Linked DNA regions of Hordeum vulgare: regions 1 and 2 are each linked to region 3. Evidence: chromatin contacts called from public Hi-C data. All regions are on one chromosome and are shown on one strand. Each heading gives the region's core, a stretch centred on a gene start, on an enhancer-like site or on the middle of the called end of the contact. The rest is flanking DNA. Distances are from core to core; before and after follow the strand shown.

The links. A called contact is a pair of places that touch in the nucleus more often than the background predicts.
Region 1: a Hi-C map of seedling shows a contact between it and region 3, with 5 times the contacts expected there. The contact joins the promoter of LOC123448635 here to the promoter of LOC123448633 in region 3. A contact is called at or near these places in 3 of 6 Hi-C or Micro-C datasets (leaf and seedling) and 1 of 1 datasets of contacts at active chromatin or transcription factors (embryo).
Region 2: a Hi-C map of leaf shows a contact between it and region 3, with 2.3 times the contacts expected there. The contact joins the enhancer-like site here to the promoter of LOC123448633 in region 3. A contact is called at or near these places in 2 of 6 Hi-C or Micro-C datasets (leaf and seedling).

What each region holds. Positions count from the first base shown.
Region 1 is chr4H:366,705,847-366,708,546 of MorexV3_pseudomolecules_assembly, reverse strand. It overlaps LOC123448635 (dormancy-associated protein homolog 3), which reads right to left and starts at 1,268. Exons shown (of 3, transcript XM_045125596.1): 1 at 1,052-1,268; 2 at 746-940. The coding sequence starts at 1,163.
Region 2 is chr4H:366,985,754-366,988,453 of MorexV3_pseudomolecules_assembly, reverse strand. No RefSeq gene overlaps it. Among protein-coding and RNA genes, the nearest start is that of LOC123446486, 55 kb to the left of the region's middle. Within about 2 kb of position 1,288, at least 3 of the 3 cell types and tissues checked have open chromatin away from gene starts, as enhancers often do. A contact at or near this core is called in leaf and seedling, where this site is marked.
Region 3 is chr4H:366,087,581-366,090,280 of MorexV3_pseudomolecules_assembly, reverse strand. LOC123448633 (lysine-specific demethylase JMJ25-like) reads left to right here and starts at 1,260. Exons shown (of 13, transcript XM_045125595.1): 1 at 1,260-1,869; 2 at 1,952-2,094. The coding sequence starts at 1,291.

The sequences.
Region 1 (2,700 bases), core at 19-2,518, 620 kb before region 3:
TAGTATAAAATTATATGTTATAATCTAATGAAGCTAATTTGGTATTGTAGAAGATTTTGGTATATTTTTCTACAAACTTGGTCAAACATATTGTCTTAGGACAAACCTAGAACTTCAAGTATTTTGGAATGGAGAAGTATGAACTCTTCTGTGCACTCTGAAGACTTGGTGACCAATTAGAAATAGTATTAGTAGATCTATGCTCTTGGCTTAACGAACGGTCCACTGCTGGCTTCGCTATCGAACGTCAAGTGGGGTCGGGAGAGCTGGCTTCAATTAGGCCAACAGTCCAACACCCCCATTGACAACTTCACGCACACAAGGAGTACTAGATAAAAGCAGCTCAAACGTATCCCATTTTTATTCTTCTATCTACAAACAGAAAGGCGTCCGCTATTTTGTCTTGGAAGGCAAACCTTACAGCCTGATGGTTACACTTATCCGGTTGCTGCTGCATTTCAAAGGCACCACATAAATGGTAACTTATCGAACACGATGATATACAGTCATGATCCGACGAAAGAGACATGAGAGCTAAAGCACTTGCCCGGGCAGAAATGTCCAAAATGTCCCTAGCCTCATCTAGACTCTTCCGAACTCGAGGACAAAAGCCACATAGACGAAAGCTACCCATCCCGAGCATTCCCCGTCGCACACATCGACGGGGCGTCCAGAAGTGACCGAACTGCCCCCTACGAAGAAAAAAGTTAATGCGAGAAGTTGGATGGGGGGCACGGGAACTCACCGCCGCCGGCGAACGGGGAGATGGGCGGCGTGGATCCTAGCGGGGAGGCTGGCGGCGTGCTGGCCGCGCTCCTCGGCGACGAGGGGTACCCCACCGGCCGCTTAATCATGATGCTGCGAGTAACTTTCATCGGCGCATCCCCGCCGCTGGCCGGCGTCGTAGGTGGGATCACCGTCGCAGCGTCCGGAGCCACATCTGAATGACCCAACGCGACAAAAAAACAACAACACAGGAGCTAGTCAGATTGATAGTACAAAGATCTGGCGAGGGTTAACTATAAGTCGACTTTTAGCGGGCAGCGGTCACCGTTGATCTTGACGGCGGCGGGGCGGGCGGCGAGTTTGCGGAGGCGGCCGAGGCCGGTGTCCGGTTGGGGCCCCGCGACGGTGTCATCCCACAGCTTGTCGAGGAGACCCATACCTCGTCTCTCCAATTACCAGACTGCCACTGAGATGGATGGACCGATCCGAACACCCAACAACCAGTCTCCCCAAGTTTTCGGATCTGAGAGAAGGAGAAGATTGCGAGTGAAACGAGCGGGAGCTTATTTATAGAGCAGCTTGGCCTTTCCTCCCGAAACTGTGAACCTGGTCTACGGAGCTCTGTGGGAATGCAGGTGGGCCCAAACTGACATCTCTCCTTGCGGGGCTGCAAAGCGTTGGCGGGGGCGCAGGTGGGCCCCGTTGCGGATAAGATCGATGGGTTGTGCTCGCGGGATGGCCCTCGTGCCGGCCTCTCACGACGCGCCAGGTAGGAGACCGCCATACCGGGCGTCACGTGAGTAGGTGACGAGCCTGCGCCCACCCGATGGGTAAAAGCAACTACAACCACGCGGTTCAAACAAGGGAAACGTTTTCCGCTGTTCGTTCGATCCCTAGATGGAGCATGTGTCTAGCTCATCGCATCTCTTTTTTCAGTTTTTTTTCCTTACCTTCTTCTTCCTTCCTCTCCCCCTTCCTCCCGCAACCTCAGGTGTCGTCGGCGAGCGCCGCGGCTTCTTCATCGACAGCCGCCGTATCTGACGGCGGTGACTGAGGGTGACCATGCGAGATGTTGCAGCCGAAGCGACGGTTGAAACTTTTTCCATCTATGGTTGAAGTTTTTTCTGTCAACGTTTGCAACCTTTCCCTCGTTGAAGTATTTGGTTGAAGCTTTTTTTCTTAACGGTTGAAGCTTTTTTATATACGGTTAAAACTTTTTGCTTTCAAGGTCGAAGTTTTTTTGTAAACGTTTGAAACCTTTTTCGTTTTTGAGCAGCACTTGGTTAAAGCTCTCTCTATCATTTGGTTGAAACTTTTTTCATCTAAGGTTGAAACATTTGGTGTCAGCGGATGTATCTTTCCCTGATTCGCAGTGCCAGTTGAAGCTATTTCCATTTAGGGTTGAAGCTTTTTCATCTGGGGGTTGAAGCTTTTTTTCCAGCGTTTGCAACACAGGGGGTGAGGTGCGACCGATGAGGTGAAGACCGACGGGCATGAGCAGCGGCGAGTGCGCCGACGAGCGACGGGGGCAACGAATGGTCCGGGCGAGCTCAGTCCCGGAGTGCGGGGCAGCCGGCGCGACGAGCGGTCTGGACGAGCTGAGTCGCGGAGCTGCATCCATGGTGCTTCGACGGGCGGCCGAGGCGTCGAGCGTCGGAGACGAGCTGCATCCTTGAAGCTCCAACCGGCGGCCAGGGCGGCGAGCGGCCGGGGGCGAGCTGAGTGCCGGAGCGCGGGGCGGCCCCGACGCGGCGGTCGGCGCGGCGAGCGCTCGGGGCATAGCAGATCGGGTGGCTAGGGGCAGACCGGCCAAAAACATTCGGCCGGCGCGCCGGCGCCCAGTGTTGCACAACATGTATTTTTATTTATTTTTGTCTGTTTTTTTACCAATCCTTTGCTACGAATATAAGACAAAAAAAAACAAGAACCACAATTAGACATTTTAAAAGATGTCCAACTTTCATAATTGTTCCT
Region 2 (2,700 bases), core at 39-2,538, 900 kb before region 3:
ACTAGCAGTTTCATGGTGACACATTCACCATTGCGTGTATGAATTAAAACCTACAAAAATCACAAAATGCCACCTCATCGCAAAATAGCACTTCTGCAAACTTGCTCAAAAGTAAAAAAGAACAACACCACCATTAGATTCCTTGGAAAATACTACCCCTAATCCATATATCATACTCATATGTTCCTATACATAAATTGTTCACAAACTTTAAATGAAAATAGCACCACAATCCTATCTGACTTATAATTCAAAACTTAACTAAACTAGGCACTACCGAATCTGGCATATTCAGATTTGGAATGTTTCCAATTCTGACAGGAATCCAAAACAATAGAGTGTAAAGTTGAGACAGTTATTTTGGGACGGAGGGAGTAACAGATAAAATAAATGAAACACGGACGGGGGAGGGGGGTCGAACCCACAACCTACGGAGCCAAAACAGCGGCTAGTACCACAGCGCTACAAATCGAGCATGTGACGGAAGAGGGGTTCTGCTCCTCTTAGCTGACCCTCTCGGGGTGACGCCACCGGGTGGCAGAACCGCGGCGACTCCGGGGACTATAGCGCAATGGCGGCAGCCTCTGGAGAGGGGATCTACTACCGGGAGTTGTGGGGGTAGGAGGAACCAGTTCCCGTGGCTACTAGCACCTATACGCTGCTGTAGCGAGGAGCTCGAGCACGAGCTCCTGCTCGGCTCGGGAGTGGAGCGCTATGGCGGATACGACGACCAGAATGCGACGGCAATGAGCCTAACACAGAAAGAGAGGGGTATAGGGACATGATTATCATAGAGGGGAGGCGCGAAGACGCGGGCGAGGCAATGCGCGACGCAACCGGGGCGAGGAAGAAGAGCCGCAAGTGTACTCTGTCCACGACATTGAAGATGTTGGGGACGGCGATGAGGAGGCGTGCTTCTCCTCCTAACACCGGGAACGGACCGAGGGGGTCTCCGGCGTGCAGAAGGACACAGCAGATAGCAACGCGGGCGCCATCGGAGGCGATCGACGGCGACGGAGACAACCGGCGGGCTTCTGCTCTCTCTCTCTGAACTTCTCTCTGTCTCTCTGAATCTCTTTGCACGGGGAAGGATAAAGGGAGAGGGAGGAGATGGCGGCGGCGCGACAGGAGGGTGGGCCCTAGGGGCTGCGCGTGGCTTTATAGGGAGCTGACCTTGACGTCCGCGGTGCTCTCACGACATCGCGCTCTCTCTCTCTCTCTTGCTGTCTCCGACAAGAAGGAGAGGGACGACGGGGCTGGTTGCCTTCTAGCGGGTAGCTGGTCTACGGCAGGCGGCTAGTTGGGTTGCGGCTGTGCAACTAGTTGCGCGTACAGCGGGGAAAGGGCCCAGGAGGGCTACGGGTGCTCTCTCTCTCAGAAAAGATTAAAAGGGGGGTTTTCCTTTTTTTGATAAAAACAGAACAATCCAAAATTTATAGAACACAAATAGAGAGGGGTTTTGCCAAAATAAAAATACTTTTGGACTCCCAGCAATAAGAACTAATTATAAAAATGAACTTGGTATTTTTAGAGCAACAAAATAAAACCCACATTTATTTATTATAGCAATCCCTTTTGCTAGAAGTAATAGCAAAATATCTCAACATGGTTGAGAGCTAACTTTTACAATTATAAACGGAATATTTAAGAGAGGTGCAACATTTTTAAGAATTTAATTGAGCAACTTTTAAACCACACATTGCTACTAAGTGAATAAGAGGGGGTTTTCCTAGTTTGAAGAAACAATTGGTTCGCATAGTTTGAAAACAAAATGGGCTAAGACCCACTCACCGCTAACAAGCACACATCACCACACTCTCACATAGCACATCAACCACCAAGCAAGCATGAGGCAAGACTAGAATGATGACATGATGCTTATGATGACACGATGCAAAAAAATCTCATGAAGCAAATCTCATTAATACCCAAGCACATATGGCAAGGTTGGAAGGTTCACACGACATATATAACAAATTAGGCAAGAGGTGCACTTGGGCTGTACTCTTGTTGCCGGCTTACCCAACAAGTCAGCTTCTTACAATCTACAAGATGAGGTGCCTCATAGTCCAACTGTGTCTTATCATTAGGCTGGTATTTTCAAACAACCTCTCAATCCCGCTCATTCATATTATCATGAATCACCCCCTTCATCTGGTGAATCATCTGCCACGAAGTTACCATCCTTTGTTATCAACCACAGGTAAGTTTTTCCTTCTTTGTATCATATGTTTGCTTGCTAAAACTCTGAGTTTGCATATATTTTATCCTACCCTCTTGTTTTGTAGGGCGAGGGCCAAGAAAAGTAACCTTGGCGAGTCAATTACTAACCCTGAAGTCGTTGAGCCATAAAATCCAGACACGACGGCTCGTGAAGCCCCTAAGCGTGTTGAAAAACATCAGGAAATCCAAGTCGATTTGCCTCCTCATCCTATACGAAAAAAAGTTGCTACTTCGACTATGGATGTTCAAACTGACCTCGTAATTGATCCCGATCCGCCCGTTCCTCAGGAACCCATTGCAGATGTTTCTTGTGACAAGCATGTGGAAGTCGCCATCGTTGGTTCGAGTTATACTGCTCGTGGACTCTCTGATGTGTTGGCAAAGCTTGTCACCATGGAGGAAGCTATCATCCTAACAAGGGAAAGGATAAAGTGGAGCTTCCAAGTTATGACACTTCTAGTGTTGAAGAATTGAACG
Region 3 (2,700 bases), core at 11-2,510:
CCTTGTGGCTCACAGATTAATACAACCACCCACAGGTACAGGTACCCCAGATACAAATGCTTCCGAGGATACCCAACTGAAGTGAGAGTTTGACGAGGATAGTGGGAGGGTGTATGTGACGTATCTCGAGGACTAGAGGCACTTGGTCGTGATCATGGGCCTAGCAAGGCGGGATAGCATTGGCTTTTGTCGTTTATCTTGTCCGTAGTCGGACCCTGTTTTTTTTATGTCTGCAATACGTATGACTTTATGGATCTGTAATTTAGCTTGTGGCGAGTGTAAGCCGAATCTTATTACTCTTCCATCTATTATGTAATGCAATGTTTATCTTGCTTGCGAAACGCTTAGATGCGACCTTTTCCCTTTTGAGGCCTCGTCCCCAAATAAGAAAATTGCCGCATCTTGCACGTTACAAATCGATTACTTGATTTAATGCTCTAAATTTACAACATATGAGAGACCAAATGAATGAAAGAATATATTATTGTCCCTATGCAGCAACATGGACGTCCCATCTTTGAAAATATAACTTATACAGGCGTGGGGATCAATTGGATCTTTGATTGAGTCATTTTTTTATTGACCTCCTCTCTGGTCTGGATGAAATCAAATTGGAGTTACAATTCAATTTTGTTAAGTTATTTTACTCTACTCGACATAAGATAGATGGGATCACGCTTTGTAGGATTTGAACCTACGACATTGGGTTTTGGAGACCAGCAACATCATAAATATTGTGTATCTATTTAATTCATATATATTGAGGATCATTTTTTTTTTATATTGGCGTGCATCTCATTTGCTTAACATTTGAGACACGTGCATGATTATTACTCCTTCTATACTTAAATACTTATAGTTAAGAAAAACCAGACTAGTTCTAAGTATTTTGATATGGAGGAAGTAGATAGTAAAGATGAAGATTTATCGTCGTACTACCTTTTCCATTTCTCCCGCCCACATCCATTGAGCACGCCCTGCCCACCCAAGCAGAGCCCCGAACCAGACCGTCTCCCCCCTGCAACCCTGACCAGGCAGGGGGCAGACTGGGTAACTCCGCCCTGTCTTCCTTCCCCTGCGCAGGTGCTCACACACGCGCAAGCGCAACCAGATGCTGCTCTTCCCCGAGCACGCAGGCAAAGGCAAAGGCACCACCCACCACCAAATAGGAAGGGAAGTTACTCCAGCACCACCAGCAGCACAGCACAGCAGTCGGGACTCGGGAGGGAGGGAGGGAGAAAGGCGGGCGAGGAGAGAGACCAGGCCAGGGCAGGGCAGGGCCGGAGATGGATGGAGACTTGTTGCAGCGCAGCCCACTACAAAGCTCCAAATTACAACACGGAGCCCAACCACCACTTATACGCCACCGCCACCACCATCGCCACCACCACCATTACACGCACTTTTCCCTCCCCGATCTCCTCCCCAAACCCTAGCCCCCCTCCCCTCCTCTCCCCTCCCCTCGGATCGGCGCATGGCCGTGTCCTAGGCGTGACGGGCCGGGGGATGGACGCCGTGCCGGAGGACCTCCGCTGCAAGCGCTCCGACGGCAAGCAGTGGCGCTGCAGCGCCCCCTCCATGCCCGACAAGACCGTCTGCGAGAAGCACTACGTCCAGGCCAAGAAGCGCGCCGCCTCCTCCGCGCTACGCGCCACGCTCCGCAGGTCCTCCCCCTCCTACGCCGCCGCGTCCTACCCGCCGCCCCACGAGGGCGACTCCGACGCCGACGCCGACCTGCCCCTGCACCTGCCAATGGCTGTCGCGAGGCCCTTCTACGGCAGGCTCGTCGGGGAGCCTGTCTACGTGGCGGAGCCGGCGGTGCGGAGGGGGCCACCCCTCAACAATGCTATCGGCTCGCGCACCGCAGCGGTCAGTTGGTTTTACCTTTTTCTTTTCTTTTGCGGCTTGCGCTGCTTTGGGTGCTCATGTTGATTCGTGTCGACGACGTCAGGAGCTGGTCGGGAGACCCTATGTAGGGCTGCAAGGCTGTGCGGAGGTGAAGACGAGTTGCCACCAATGCCGGAGGAGTGTCAATGCCGTTTGGTGTACCAGCTGTGACAGGAGGGGGTATTGCGACGGCTGCATCTCCAGATGGTATTTTGCGATATCGATTCTACTGTTTTACACTTATGATTATTAAGAAGAAGAGTGCCAATCTTGATTGAAGAATAGTTCCATCCTAGAGGAAGGCCCTTGTCCATAGGAACTGCCAAATCATAGGAACTACTCTAGGGCATTCTTGTTGGAACATGTTGCTGAAGCACATGGAGATGTTCCTGGTTTGTGTCTTGTCCTGTAATTTCAGAAGCATAGCCTCCGCATTGGCCTTTTAAAGCAAAAAATAAATAATCATTACTGTATCTTGAATTCTTGACTCATAACAATAAAAAGTTAATGTTCCACAACTCATGTGATTTATTTTTTCTGTTGGTCCCTTCTCAAGAACAAGCTGAATATGACCTAATTGAAAAGAGAATCAGATCTGATCGCACCCAAGTGCATTTACAAAATATCAAGTACAAACAAACCTTATTGTTACACTACCAATTTGATGGAGAGACACCGTCAAATAATTGGGAGGGCGATCAATGTTGACGGCAATGATGCGTGTGACACAAGTTATGAACTCCACAATCAGTTTATGTGAAGCAGTCAGTGTGGGAAGTGGAGCATGCGATGGCTGTGCACATTGCAAAAAGT